2 separate regions of the Rattus norvegicus genome follow, and region 1 is linked to region 2. The links are chromatin contacts, called in public HiChIP or PLAC-seq maps. All regions are on one chromosome and are shown on one strand. Each heading gives the region's core, a stretch centred on a gene start, on an enhancer-like site or on the middle of the called end of the contact. The rest is flanking DNA. Distances are from core to core; before and after follow the strand shown.

The links. HiChIP or PLAC-seq counts read pairs in DNA pulled down with a chosen protein or histone mark.
Region 1: an H3K27ac HiChIP or PLAC-seq map of oligodendrocytes shows a contact between it and region 2, with 11 times the contacts expected there. The contact joins the promoter of Adsl here to the promoter of Atf4 in region 2. A contact is called at or near these places in 7 of 12 Hi-C or Micro-C datasets (the A7r5 cell line, the Rat2 cell line, Schwann cells and 4 more) and 1 of 1 datasets of contacts at active chromatin or transcription factors (oligodendrocytes).

Annotation. Positions count from the first base shown.
Region 1 is chr7:114,358,021-114,360,738 of GRCr8, forward strand. Adsl (adenylosuccinate lyase) reads left to right here and starts at 1,420. Exons shown (of 13, transcript NM_001130503.1): 1 at 1,420-1,613. The coding sequence starts at 1,461.
Region 2 is chr7:113,682,957-113,686,054 of GRCr8, forward strand. It overlaps Atf4 (activating transcription factor 4), which reads left to right and starts at 1,725. Exons shown (of 3, transcript NM_024403.2): 1 at 1,725-1,908; 2 at 2,448-2,759; 3 at 2,870-3,098. The coding sequence starts at 2,540.

The sequences.
Region 1 (2,718 bases), core at 170-2,669, 670 kb after region 2:
GGAAAGGGAGAAGCTTACACTGCCACCTATAGCAGCCCCTTTATTTGCTTTTTTGTTTTTTTTTTTAAAGCTTTTTGTTGGTTTTTGGTGAGGAGTTGTTTGAGACAGGGTCTCAAGTAGCCTGGTGGTGTCTGTGGGTCTTAACTACATAGCTGAGGATGACTGAACTCCTGATCCTGCCTGCATCTCCCAAGTGCTGGGTTTACAAACGGGTTCTGCCATGCCTGGCTCCCCAAAACAACCTTTCACTTTTTCATTCTTTTTTTTCTTTTCTTTCTTTCTTTTTTTTTTTTTTTAAATTTTACACTGTAGCTGTTTTCAGACACACCAGAAGAAGGCACCAGATCTCATTACAGATGGTTGTGAGCCACCATGTGGTTGCTGGGAATTGAACTCAGGACCTCTGGAAGAGCAGTCAGTGCTCTTAACCGCTGAGCCATCTCTCCAGCCCACATTCTTATTTTTTTTTTTAATTTATTTATTTATTATATATAAGTACACTGTAGCTGTCTTCAGACACACCAGAAGAGGGCATCAGATCTCTTTACAGATGGTTGTGAGCCACCATGTGGTTGCTGGGAATTGAACTCATGACCTCTGGAAGAGCAGTTGGGTGCTCTTAACCGCTGAGCCATCTCTCCAGCCCCCACATTCTTATTTTTTATTTACTCTTTTTCCACATACTTTTTATTCCTAGCATTTGTATCTAATTACTATATAAAGTGTTAGTCATGACACTTTCTAACAAGGTGCATTTTAAGGATCCTACACGTGCTGCTGCAATCCCTTGGAGAACACTCTTGAAGGCAGATCCTTTTTGTTCTTATTTTGCTTTTTGTTTTGTTGTTTGTTTTCTGCTTTAAATCAATTTAGCTTGCTTAGTCCTTTCCTGGTGCAAATATAGAAGCCAATCGAAATTTAACTTATTAGTTCTTTTTTAAAAGATGTATGCTATTTCAGTTTTATTCTGCCACGGAAATTTTGAATTCTTGGTTTGATTTGTTCTCGAGCGATCATGCGTGGAGTAATTCTGACAGGCTGCTTTCTGAGCTCGGAACCAGCAAGCAGTTTAAGAGTTTCAGTCTCCTGCTGAGCCTGGCTCCTGCGGGACGGAAGTACTCCGAGTGTCCACTAGGGCTCCTTCCTGGCGTCCCTACGACTGGCCTCTGGAACTTTCCTTTCTGGGTTAAACGCGGGTCTTAATGTGCGTTCCTCAGATGGAAAAATCGAGGAGGCACGGCGTTGGACAGAGATTTAAGAAGCTTTAACCGTACCTCGCTGAAACCAAGAGAAAAGCGTTGACCCTCAGAAAGGACGAGCCAAACGTGAACTACCTCCACCCTCCAGGGTAGCATTACCCGCGGGGCGGGGCCAAAGGAGGAAGTCCCGCCCCATGCACGCTGGGCTTCCGCTTTTGGGCCCGCTACTGAAGTCCGCCGTAGCTGAGTCGCGTGTTGAAAATGGCTGCATCCGGGGACCCTGCCTGTGCTGAAAGCTACCGTTCTCCGCTGGCGGCTCGCTACGCCAGCCATGAAATGTGCTTCTTGTTCAGCGACAGGTACAAGTTCCAGACGTGGCGGCAGCTGTGGCTGTGGCTGGCGGAGGCCGAACAGGTAACTGGCCGGGCCCCTTGTCTCGACCGAGGTCATGGCCCGAGCACCTGTTGCCTCGGCCAGGTCCTAGAGACCGGCACATCCTTTGGAGGACTTCAATTTGGGCAAGGCTATGGGAGTTTGCGTCCTTCCACAGCGCATTTCAAGTGGAATGCTATTTATACCTCGCAGGCAGGGGCCAAGGCGCCTGCCGCCTAGCCATCAGACTTGAGTTCGAGCCCTGGGGCAACATGTTGAGTGAGGCATACCTGATTCCCATTAGTTGTTCTCCGACTTTATGCGCTCACACATACACGCGCGCGCGCGCGCACACACACACACACACACATACACACAAAACAAGTACATTCTTTTTATAAGTAAGTTGTAAACTTAATGGTGATTTTCGCACAGTTTTAAAAGAAGATATACTTATTTTTATTTTTTGCGTTTAAGTGCTTTGCCTGTATGTACGCACGTTCACCACTCATATCTGGTGCCAGCAGACATTGTCAGGAGAGGGAGCTAGTTAACAACTTGTCTTAAGGTGCCATGTGGGTCCTGGGAACTAAACCTGGGTCCTCTGTAAGTGCATTTAACCACTAAGCCATCTCTCCAGTCCCTGAATTTTCTTCTTTCCGGAGGACAAAACAAAGTTTGTAAGGATCAAGGCTTGCCCTAGGTTACCCAGCTAGCACTTGACAGCAGAGCTGGGATTTGAACCTAGATTCATTCTAGAACCTGAGCTGAGTCTTTGGTCACTTTGTTTTCCTTGGTGCCTTTAAAGCTAATGACAGCATTGGAATCTATTTCTGAGCCACTATTTCTGTATAAATTTTGCTATGAGAAGGGAGGATCTGGGCAAGTGTTCATTACAGAAGGTACATGAGTTGTGGGGTGTTAATTGTGGTGATTTGATTTGAGGGGGGAGGGGTTTTGCTGGCTTGTGTTTTTTGAGGAAGTGTCTCACTGTGTAGCTGTGGCTAGCCTATGGTTAGTCTCAAACTCACAGAAATCAGCCTGCCTATACCTCCCAAGTACTAGGATCAAAGGGTTCAACACCACAGCCACATTAGTATTTTGTCTTACAGGGGCAGCATGAACAGTTGTTCCGTTCAGTATTTTT
Region 2 (3,098 bases), core at 475-2,974:
GTTTCTGGGGAGACACAGTTTTGTATAGCAAGAGGCAGTCATGTATCACAGGTTCAGGAGTTTAGCAAATACATCACGGGGTTACAAATTCAGCATAAGTTAAAAAACATTTGTAGGATACATTACACTTAGGGGACAGAAACATGTAAGGGATGTCTACTTAACAATATAACTGTGGCTCCTGTTTCTGTTTCCAGAGCAAAGGGAGGACATAGTTATCCTTTGCATGGAGAGACTAGGAAACTTCTGTTTGTGTGCACATGTACTCATGACTTCTTTGTCGATAGAAACATCTCATTATGTAGGCCTTGTGCGTTATTTATTTAGTTGCTTTAGTCTCAGTAAATAATAATGAAAGGTCCTCTGAGGAAGGAAGATGAATCATGGAGTTAGGGAGAGAGGGACTTGGGAATTAGGTTTGAATTAATAAATAGCAATCAATAACCATGTAATCAAGGATGACCTTGAACCATGGTGCCCGAGTGCTAGGATTGTGTGTACTGGAGTACTTGGCTTGCAAATAATTACTGAGCAGTAAGGGGCGGGCACTGTGCCAATTGAGTGGTATTTGTATGAGTCACTTAAAAAGACGTGGAAACTCAAAAGATTGCAGGCTGGAGTTGGGAAGAGGGCCTCTCAGCACTTCCAAAACAGCATCCTTTATGGTGAGTTGTCCTTGACCAGTACTTGGGGCTTCCAACCACTTAAGCAGCTGCTCACTCACCAGGATGACTTCTTGGTAAGGCTATACCAGGAAGTTAAGACTTGGGAGTTAATCAGAACTACTCTAGGGCTTGAGATCCAACTGAATAAAACACAATATTAAGGGAACTGACCCTATACAAACCAGCAGTGATGGGCATATTTTAGAGTAGGTTAGATCTAAGGTTAGGTATATTTTCCCAGTACAGGATTCAGAGGAAAGATGCAGGGCTGGAGGAACCGGAGTATCTCCCAATAAGGCCCCAACATGAACGCCCTGTCTCAAAGTGCGGTCCCTGGACTGACAGGATTGGACCAGGTAACTCCAGAGGACCTTTCTATATGCCTAAAGCTCTGCCCATTTGGTTCTGAGAACAACAAATACAGGGAAAGAGGGCTTTCAGCCCAAGTGTCACTCCTGGAAAGCTGTTTGCTCCGTGCTGGACCAAAGCTGCCCGGGAGCGATGCCGGAGAGAGCAACTACATTGGGGTGACCTCTGATGAGTCGGTAGCTGTAAGAGTCTGGTACCCGGAACCTCTGGTGGCTCTTCCCGATATTAGTGCTCCTAGGGCGCCCAGGTTCAGAGCCAATAGAAACTTAAGGTTTAGATGACTCGTCACGCCTGGGCCAATCAGCTCGACGCGCGCTCCTACGGCGTCTCGCGTGATAACCAGGCAGCTTTGGCTTTGACCGTCATAGCTTTGGTTAGGTGTCTCTCCACGCCCTGTAAGACACCGGAAGTTCCGTAACGAGCGATCCCTCCGCACTCCGGAACGTGACTTCAGTTGGTCGCAAACCTATAAAGTAGTGCACTTTTCTTCCTTCATGGGGCCTTCAGGATACTCTGTAACGCCCCAGTTACTCCCCGAGCACAGCGGAGAAGGGTTTGGACGGGCCAGAGCGTCAATGGGATAGGGTTAGGTGGAGCGGCGGCGGGATCACGTGACCACGGTGGGAGGATACGGGGTGTACTGCGTCCCTCACCGATTCTATAAAAGGCGGGTTTAGGGCGTGTCGCCGCCATTTCTGCTTGCTCTGTGGTAGATGTCTCTCTGTACGCTGTTCCTTTCCTCTTCCCCTCCCGCAGGGCTTGCGGCCACCATGGCGTATTAGAGGCAGCAGAGCCTGCGGCAGCGTTGGCCTTTGCAGCGGCGGCAGCAGCACCAGGCTCTGCAGCGGCAACCCCCACCGGCTTAAGCCATGGCGTGAGTATTGGGCCGACTGCGCGGGCGTGTGCTTTGCTGTGTTTGGGTGCGGCCTGGGCGCGTTGACCAGCATACGCGGCTTTACAAGCGGCCAGACGCGTCGGCCTTGTTTGGGTGGCCCCGCAACGCCGGCGCACACGGGGAGGGTTGGGCAGGCGGCGTGGAGGGAGTAGTGCCTAAAACCCTGCTACTTCCTCTTCGTCCTCTCTTAACTTAGTCGTCTCGCGCCCCCCCGGGTTCCCGGTGTCATTCTGCGAACGTGGCGAGGCCAAGATGGCGGTGGGGCGGGGGGGGGGTGTGAGTCACGGGGGCGGGGCGCGACGGCCTTGGCCGTATTAGGACTTGAGGACAAGCTGCTTCCTCCGGGTGGCCGGTGAAGCAAAGCTAAGCCTCCATCTTGTGCAACCCGAGCTGGCGGCTGGGGAAGCTTACACAATGGCCTTGAGCCCACGTGCTCTCCATTTAGAAGCTTTTGGGATTTTGTCATCCAGCATCCTAGATAGAAAGATGATTGAACTTGCTTTTGGATCCTTATGCAGGCTCTTCACGAAACCCAGCAGCAGCGTTGCTGTAACGGACAAAGATACCTTCGAGTTAAGCACATTCCTCGATACCAGCAAATCCCTACAACATGACCGAGATGAGCTTCCTGAACAGCGAAGTGTTGGCGGGGGACTTAATGTCCCCCTTCGACCAGTCGGGTTTGGGGGCTGAAGAAAGCCTAGGTCTCTTAGATGACTATCTGGAGGTGGCCAAGCACTTCAAACCTCATGGGTTCTCCAGCGACAAGGCGGGCTCCTCAGAATGGCTGGCTATGGATGGGTTGGTCAGTGCCTCAGACACCGGCAAGGGTGAGTAGGGAGGACACCTGCACCAGTGTGCTCTTTTCATGTGGGTTTGGTGTTCTAAAGGTTTTCTGCCTCTAGTATGAACCGTTCTCTCCTGAAATTTTTTTCCCCAGAGGATGCCTTTTCCGGGACAGATTGGATGTTGGAGAAAATGGACCTGAAAGAGTTTGACTTCGATGCTCTGTTTCGAATGGATGACCTGGAAACCATGCCAGATGAGCTTTTGGCCACGTTGGATGACACATGTGATCTTTTTGCCCCTCTAGTCCAAGAGACTAATAAGGAGCCCCCTCAGACAGTGAACCCAATTGGCCATCTCCCAGAAAGTGTAATAAAAGTCGA